Linked DNA regions of Anas platyrhynchos: region 2 is linked to region 1. The links are chromatin contacts, called in public Hi-C maps. All regions are on one chromosome and are shown on one strand. Each heading gives the region's core, a stretch centred on a gene start, on an enhancer-like site or on the middle of the called end of the contact. The rest is flanking DNA. Distances are from core to core; before and after follow the strand shown. Region 1 has its middle 14 kb from the start of RECK. Region 2 holds the start of TGFBR1 (transforming growth factor beta receptor 1).

Region 1 (4,689 bases), core at 1,144-3,643:
ATTTTCCAAGAGAAGATCTTAACTGGCAACAAACACAAAGGAGATGATTCCCTGAGACATAAATTGTTAAAACAAGTACTTACTGATATATAACAAAAGCTCTTGCACCAGTCCTTGGCTGGTGTTTGGAAAGGTTAGTCACAAAAGCTACATCTAGCAGTGACCTTGCATCTGGTATCCATTATGGTCCATTTAAAGCCATGGTAAACCCCACGTAAATGGGGGTTTATATGGCAAGGTTTTGGTAGTGGGGGGCTGCAGGGGTGGCCTCTGTGAGTAGAGTCCATAAGCTGTCCATGTCAGATAAGGGCCAATTTCAGCTGGCTCTAAAGGGACCGACTGCTGGCCAGAACCAAGACAATGAGCAGTATTGTTTGTGTCTCTGTAGGAGCAGATTTAAGAAAGGGAAACAAACTGCTATGTTCTCCCAGCAGCAGCTAGGAGAGTGAGGAGTGAGCACCAGCCCTGCAGCCCCCCAGGTGAGTGCAGCAGGAGGGCAGGAGGTGCTCCAGGCAGGCAGCAGCAGTTCCCCTGCAGCCTGTGCAGGGAGAGGCCCCTGGTGGAGCAGGCTGTCCCCCTGCAGCCCATGGGTCCCACATGGAGCAGATCTCCACGCTGCAGCCCCCCCACGGGTGGAGGAGCCCCCGGTGGAGCAGGTGGATGTGGCCTGGAGGAGGCTGTGGCCCATGGAGAGCCCCTGCAGGAGCAGGCCCTGGGCCGGAGCTGCAGCCCGTGGAGAGGAGCCCACTCAGCAGCAGGGGTCTGGGGGGAGCTGCCACCCACCCATGGGCGACCCGTGCTGGAGCAGTTTGCTCCTGGGGGATGGATGGGCCCCGTGGGACAAAGCCGTTTGGGAGCAGTGTTTGAAGAGCTGCTGCCTGTGGGCAGCCCCTGCAGGCTCAGTTTGGGAAGGACGGCATCCCGTGGGAGGGACCCAACGGGGAGTAGAGGCAGAGTGACCATGAGGGAACAGCAGAGACAAAGCATCAGGGACTAATGGCAGCCCCCATTCCCTGTTCCTCTGAGCTGCTTGGAGGAGGAGGAAGGAGAGGGTGGATGGGGGGAGAAGGAGTTTTTAGTTTCTCACTGCTCTAACTTATTGGTAATAGGCAATAAATTACATTAATTTCCCTGTGCTGAGTCTGTTTTGCCCATGGTGATGATTATTAAGTGATGTCCCTGTCTTATCTCAACCCTTGCACCATTTTCATTATTTTTTCCTTTGAGGAGGGGGTGGGGAGTGAGACCAGTTGTAGAGGAACTCAGCTGCCCAGCTGAGTAAAACTACAACCCTGTGCAGGCATTACTATGTTACACATACCATGGTGTATATAGCCTGCTGTGGGCAGACATGTTATGGTGGCTGCCTTCTATTCCTAGCTGATGTCTGGTAACGCACTCAAACATCTCCTTCATGAAGTCATACATCAAGCAGATGTTCCTGATGAGATATTCCTTAATGTGATAAAAAGCTAGTTTTTAGATAACCGTATTACGTAGTTCTTGCAGCTAGCAATTTAGCAATTCAAGAATGAAATTCTGGACTGAGTTCAAGAAAGTAATGTGCTTAGAACAACTCAAAGAGTCTGTTATGCCTGCACCATTTTCTTTTCATGCTTTTTATACATAAGAGGACTGGTAGACATCCAAGCTCTTCTCTTTCCTAACATAACATTGTTTATTATGAGATTCACAACACTTGTTTGGTTTTTAAGTTACATTTCCTCTGCCTTCGACTCTTGCACTTTTTCATTAATGTAGATTGTCCATGTAACATGACAGCATTTTGAGAGATTTATGGTATTTGGCTTCTTTAGGCAAATATCTTAGAGATTTCTCCTAAAGAAATTTAAATCCATGACATCCCTTTCTGATTTCATCAATTTTTTAGTTTTCAAAATAGCTGTTCAAGCTCTGCAGCTAGTGCCCAAGTAACGTGAATAGAAACACAGAGTAACAAGAAGCTTTCACCATATCTGTGCCTTCAAATCTTTCACTATCCTAAATTGAACAAATTTCTGGAAGGATTGACAATTTTTTTTTTTTTTTTTTTTTTTTAACTGTTTTTTGACTAAGCTAGTCCTTTGAGGGGGAACTGTCTACACATCTTAAACAGCCACAAACCACCAAAGTCATTAAAAGCTAACAGTATCCTGAGAAATATGTTAATACTTCAACTGAAGAAGCTGAGGTCTGCTGGGCAAGCTAGAATAAAAATGAAAAGGTTTGAAATCTCTGCCCTCACCCAGCATATTTTTTGAAGCTTTCTGAGCTGTGCTGGGTCTGGCTGGGTTGGAGTTAACTTTCCCTGCAGCAGCCCATACAGAGCTGTGCTCTGCACATGTACCTAGAACAGCAGTGGTATCACACCAGTGTTGTGTCTACTGCAGAGCCCTGCTGGCACAGCAGCATCAGGACTCCCTCCAGACCCAGCAGGCTGGGGGTGGGCAAGAAGTGAGGAAGGAACATCACCGTGCCAGCTGACCTAAACCAACCAAAGGGATATTCCATACCATGCGGTGCCACACTCAGCAATAAAAGTGGAAAAAGGAAGGAGAGGGGAGGGGTGGGCTCTTGTTATGAAAACGCCTGTCCTCCTAAACAACGGGGCTAAGTGTATTGAGGCCCTGCTTCAAGGATGTGGTCAAGCATAGCTAGTTGGTGGGAGGTAACTTTCCTCTCTCTCTGTGCTTTAACACAGCCGTTGCTCTTTACCCCCCCACCCCCTTTCCTCTTCCCCTTTAAATTATTCAATTTTCCCTTAACATTTTTTCCCTTAATAATTATTTTTCCTTTAATTAAATTATCCTTATCTCAACCTGTGAGGTGTTTTTTTCTTCTCTTCCTTTTCTGGGGAGGGGGAGCGATAGAGCACTTGTGATGTTCAGCTGCCTAGCAAGGTAAAACCACTGCATGAACTTGTAACAAACTCCATACAAGTCCTTTTTTTTTTTTTTCTTCCTATCACCTCTGCCTCCCTCCAGCAGGCTCCCCTATTTTGCAGGCCCTGACAATGTTTGCCCTTTTCTGCCTACTCCCCTTCGCGCTCCAGAACCTTCCCAGACAAGCATCAGTGCCAGCTTACTTCTTTTTTGGTGGTTTGGACCTGGCAGGACTGGATTGACAGCCACAACTCCTTTAAACAAAATGCAACGTACATTAGCAAGCAATGATCCACAATTACCACCTGTCAACATTTTATCTGGCCACATAATGCATCCCACAGCATAGAAAATAATAATAATAATAATAATAATAATAATAATAAAATTTTTTTTTTTTTCAGTTAAGAAAAAGTTGTCTGTAACTTGGCTTGGTCTTTATGGATTTTCAAAGCCTTCACTTTTCTTAGCTATTAGTTGGCATTTATCTTAGGTTCTACACGTTTTGCTACTTACGGAAGTTTCTTTGCAGTAAGTATTCTAAGACCATACATAAGATTTTTGAGGGAGGTAAGTTTATTGACTCTTCCAAAGAAGTCTGAAAAATGACAGTAAAAATCTTTAAAACAAAGGATGAGGTTTTTTTTTTTTTTTTTTTTTTCTTTTTAACTTTCAGGATCTTTACCATAGTGATTAAAATGACACCCTGCACCTAGCCTGCATTAACTCTCTCTGCTGGGCTCATCAGTTTGATTCATTTTGAAATGTTGGGAACTTCATTTGTTTAGGATAAAATGACCATAAAGAGGTAGAAATGTCTGATTTGCAGCATTCCTAATAGTGTAATTTCACATTTTTTGGGCCTCTCAGTGAATAAATCTTGTAACAAAACAGTAAAGGAACTAAAGTTCAAAAGTTCATTATACTACCTTGCTGCAGAAGGGTGCATTTTGATTGGTTTTGATTTTTAAAGCAGAAAATACACCTCAGTTTCCCTGAGACATTTTCTCCTTGAACACTTTGAATTTTGATAGCAAACACCAACTATGCTGAACGAGCAGCGTAAAGTAGCATGCAAACCTTGAATTCAGCAGTTCTTCTAAAATGATCTATGATTCTAAAACTGCAAAAGAGCCTCACTTAGAAGTAACTTGGTTAAGTGTTTGATATTTACAGATTTTCATTTTTTTTTTTTTAATTAGGCACACCTCAGAGCAAGTCCCATGAAAGATGACCACATACACTTTGTCAACTCCTTGTAGCAATGTAAAAATATCATGCAAGACTATATTGCACCCAGATCAAAAACCACCTGACAAGAACATCTAATTGCCATCAGATGTATTTTAGTAACCTAACTTCAACCTAAATCTTATCCTGAAAGCATCAAACATAGAAATCCACATTCAATGAAAATTAAGCTTGATAGATGTCAACACTATTATGCTATTTTGAGGCCATACATTTTCTCTGACAGATTTACGAGAGGAACATAGGATTTTATTTTACTGATTTTTTTTTGTTGTTTTTAGTGTTGGGGAAGGCTTTCCTCTAGTCATTCATTGGAGAAGCACAAGCATGTTTTCAACCAAATAATCATACCTTCTGTGAAAGATGAACACATTTTGATACTGCTTTTGTTTTTCTCTGGATACCTTAAGGATTCCCAATACAGTTCAGAGAGAGTTTACTAGAAGCTATGCTGGTGATTTCGGAATGCCCTAACAGCTAAGAGGGCAAACCGTATTCTGGGGTACATTAAACACAAAACAGCCATCTGGTCAAAAGAGGTGATTAGAGGTGCCAT
Region 2 (4,355 bases), core at 1,335-3,834, 36 kb after region 1:
GGGCAGCATTCACATACATTTAATACTTTTTTGTTTTGCACAACTTTAAAGGAAAACAGCAATTTTGGAAGCCAAAATGATGCACCCAAGACAGCGGACAAAATACTTTGAGGCCCTATCTACATCTTGCAGGTAACGATAAAGCCTTGTGAAAAATCTCAGCTTCCAAGAAGCAATGCTATGTCCTCTGTAGTGCAGGTGGCAAATGGTGCTACATACATGTATTTTTTTGCAACTCATCCATAAAGCTACTCACAGGTGTGTTCTTGTCTCTTATAAGAAAAAAAATAAAAATTGGTTTGGGTAACTTTCACAGAAAAGTATACTTAAAAAAAAATAATTAAAAGCCTTGGTCTTTATCTTTGTTTTAGCCTTGCTACCTTCATGAAAAAAAGAAGTCTTTAATTTATATGTTTAAATACACTTCAGCATACAAAACAGATTTCTATCCTTATTTGTGATAAGGACTAGTTGTGTGAATGCAATTGTTTCCACGAGGTAATGCCCCTGAATTCTTAAAATATTAAAGACTATTTGTGGCTTACACAGTTACAAAATAAAAAATAAATAAATCACGACTGCTTTCAAATTAGGGCTAGTAGTAGGCTTAAAAAGTAGAGCTTGACAGGAAGTCAGCTAGCCACTGTGATTCATGACATGTCTGATTTTCATACAAAACATATCACAAGAGGATTCATTCACACATTAAACTAGCATGCTGCTTCTGATGTTGTTTTGCAATCAGAAAATGTCTAACTTTTGCAAAGAATGCTAAGTAACTGTATACAAATCATATGTCACGCGTCTTTGTCAACTTACAGCACAGTATTCAGACAATTTAATCCCTTTACCAGTAAGAGAGGACTTGTCTACGAGCTATGGATCATGAGCCCTAGATCCCCACCCATTACTCTGGACAAGGCGGACTTCTTTCCCCTCCTGCCCCACTTAAAACAAACAAACAGAAAGAGATACACACACAAAAGAACACTTCTACTTCCAACCTTAAGCTTTTGCATAGAAATCTATTACCTTGTTTTCACATAAAGCTTTCAGACCTTTCTTTCCTGAAAGAGATTGAATGGGAATTCTTGACAGACTAGAAGCATTAAAAGGGAAAAGAAAGCTTCAAAGCTGAAATCAAGTTAAAGTTTCCCTCAACATCTAGATTGGATACGGTATGTAAGAAAGCTTCAAATTATTAAAGCCTGCTACACCTTTTCACGAACACAAGAAAAATCAATGGTTAACTTAGGCTTACTTCACTGTTTCCACAACAAAAGATTCTCCACCTCCTTTAGTAAGAAGACTGACAAGCAATAGAGTATTTTAGTTTAGCAAGTTGGTTTGCTTTAAGCAGTATTTTCTTTACAGTGTAAGTACCACCTTAAAGTGAACTGCGAACAGCACGGTGAAACCCCAGATGTCTTATAGCTGGAATAAGTTGTGGTGCTTCTCCGTTTCCTCTTTAAAACCCAAAGCAGTATACAACCCACCTGCAGAATAATTTAGGAACTGGAATTCATTATAAATCAGATTTTGTGCATCTGTCATTAACCTCTCACTAGAGATGCAGCTGGAACCTACAGCAATTAGAACCAGGCATCTGTAAGACTTGTATAACAAACATCTCTCTCTCACAAGACGCCACAGGTACAGAGAAGCCAGCAGAACAAAGCCACTTCACTGTGCGACGCTCACTGCAGCCTTCACTTCCTCGTGGTGCGGTCCTGGCAAGGCAAACACGGCTGTCTGGCTGCGAGGGAAAGCTCGCCCACCTCCCTCGTCACAGCTTCCCCGCAGACACTGTAAACACGCTACAACGTGGCGTGTTAAAGCGCCCGACATGGCAGCCGGGGGATCTCTTACCCTCACTCCGGGGAGGCTCCGAGCACCGCCTCACGCCTCCTCTCTCCGCTGCGCTGCCTGCAAGCGCCCTTTGACACGCTGCGAGGAGACATAGCGGGATTTCCCCGGGACGACGCCAGCGCTCCCAGGGAGCAGCCACAAGTTTCCCCAAGAAGAAAGGAGGCTCAGCCCCACCGCCTGCGTACCTACAGCCGCGTACCCACCTGGCGGGGCTGGAGAGGGTTCAGGCAGCACACACCAGCGGGGCGGCAGGGGGCTGCTGAGGCACCCCGGGCACCTCGCCCGCCCCTCACCGCACCCGCCCGGCCAACAAAGGGACGAGCCGGCCGCGGGCCCTGCCGGGCTCGGACACCAGGGGGGTGGCGCCTCCGCCCCAGCCAGCCCCTCCGCCATGTTGTTGAAAGGAACCGCCGCGGACCCGCAGCCGCCCGCCGCCGCTCCCCTACCCCCCGCCTCCAGCACCGCGCACTGACCCCGCTCGCTCTCAACCCCCTCACCCCAATTCCTTTCCACCCTTATCTCCCCCTATCTTGCCCCTCAGACGCTCACCGGCCGCCGCGGGGAAGAGCAGCGCGGCCGCCGCCAGGCGCAGCGGGGCCCAGCCCGGCCGAGTGGCCGGTAGCGCCATGCTCCGGTCTCGAACCCGCAACGCCAGCCCCAGCGAGCGCGCGCGCGCGCGGCCCCGCAGCGCCTCAGCCCGCCCCGCCCCGCTCCTCGCCTCCCTCCTGCCGCTGCTGCCGCGGCCGCGGAGGCGCCGCCTGATTGGCCGCTCCCCCCCCCCTCCGTCCCCGTCCCCGTCCCACCCCCGCGGCGGGGCTGAGGGGCGGGCTGGGGGCTGGCGGCAGCCTCGCCGCTGAGCATCCGCTTTCGTCTGTCCGCCCGAGAGGGCTTCCGGCAGGAGGCTCGTTGAGAGAGGGGAAGCAGCCCCAGGAGCTGAGGAATTCGTCTGTAGAAGCTGCCTGGGTGTGGGTGTGGGTTAGGGGAGGCAGGCAGAGCCCGTCCCGGTGCTGCCTCTGATGCGTTTCTCTCACACACGGGTGTAGGTGTAACGCACGGGCGCTGTGACAGCTTGCTCACAGACCCGCTGGCAGCCGTATAGAGGAAGCTCAGCCTTCGTGATGCTAGCCCCGCAGCCCGCCTGCAGCTCAGGAGCAAAGGATTTGTCTTCCTGTAGCCTAAAAGGTCATAGGGTAGAGCCTACCTGCATCAGGATGAGATAGGGTAGAGCCTACCTGCATTAGTATAAGGCTAGAACCTTTCTAGACCCCGTTTGCAGCTCCCACGTTATTTCACACATTCATTAAAGCAGGTTATTACACCAGGATTATCCGCGGTTTAAACATGGGTTTGTTCCATACCTCTACTAGAACACGGTGGCCTTTAGATACATTGCATAAAATATGCAGGACCCAGAGAGTGGAACATTTGATCTATACTTAGTCTTATTTCTTGCAAGAATTTATTATTTCTTGCAAGAATTATGGACAGGTTTTGAATAGTCTTTTACTTTCCACCTTCCAGAAAGAAAGCAAATACTTGAGCATGTATGGGAGGTTCAAACAGCACTCTGTAATGCAAGAAAAACACGTGCTGAGGAGCTACATAAAGCATTAAAATGTAACCAGTTTTGAAAAGGGACAAGTGATGACAGGAAATTACACAGAACAAATTGTTCTATGGATTAGCTTTTGACTAAGATCAAATATACGAATACTCATAAGTAGATTTACTTAAACAAATGGGCACTAATAAAAATCGTTCAGTTTTTGAAGCAAAAGTGTATGGAAATGTGGTACTAACAGCGACCGCAATGTGGTCGAACAGCCGTGGTTATACTGCTATATGGTCTAACAGAAACGTGGTACTAACAGCTCTGTCAGTCTTTTAGGATAAGAAGTACTGTATCAGGCTAACAAAAATTTCTAGTTAATCTGTGTTTCAACAAGAAAATATGTATGGTTAGTGGTAGTGCAAGAGGAAATAAGATGTTGCAAAACTTCATTTGCAGTTTTTATAGTTTTCTCTTCATTTAATTAGCTGAATTTTATGTTTTTTAAACTGTTTGGTGCATTGTGACATTTACAAGTTACGGTCAGTAAGAGGAAAAATACTGAACGTGTAATATTTTCCAAGTCAACAGAATAAGCTGTTTTCCATCAAAAAAGCCAAAAAAAGCCCCCAACACAACAAAGAAAACCAGATCCTTTATTTTCTCAAGCAATTTTACTCAAATTAGCACAGAAAGAATGAAAGTACTTATTTGCTTCCCTTTTCTGTAAGCTCACAAATCAGAAACTTTAGCAGAAGACTGTGATGCTGCTAAATCAGAGGCAAGCAGCAGATTATCATTATTATTATTATTTTGTCACTGCTTTATAGAATACCCAGAGTTTTTACACATCTAACTTTTATAGATATTGCCAGGTTTACCTCATCTGTCCCTCCAAAACTAAATACAGTGAGATCTTAAGTAAGCAAACCCAGTT

Evidence for each region. A called contact is a pair of places that touch in the nucleus more often than the background predicts.
Region 2: a Hi-C map of small yellow follicle shows a contact between it and region 1, with 2.3 times the contacts expected there. The contact joins the promoter of TGFBR1 here to the enhancer-like site in region 1. A contact is called at or near these places in 5 of 8 Hi-C or Micro-C datasets (F1 follicle, F5 follicle, skeletal muscle and 2 more).

The regions. Positions count from the first base shown.
Region 1 is chr2:112,672,643-112,677,331 of IASCAAS_PekinDuck_T2T, forward strand. No RefSeq gene overlaps it. Among named protein-coding and RNA genes, the nearest start is that of RECK, 14 kb to the left of the region's middle. Within about 2 kb of position 2,394, at least 4 of the 8 cell types and tissues checked have an H3K27ac peak or open chromatin away from gene starts, as enhancers often do. A contact at or near this core is called in F1 follicle, F5 follicle and small yellow follicle, where this site is marked.
Region 2 is chr2:112,708,001-112,712,355 of IASCAAS_PekinDuck_T2T, forward strand. It overlaps TGFBR1 (transforming growth factor beta receptor 1), which reads right to left and starts at 2,585. Exons shown (of 9, transcript XM_038174427.2): 1 at 2,419-2,585. The coding sequence starts at 2,497.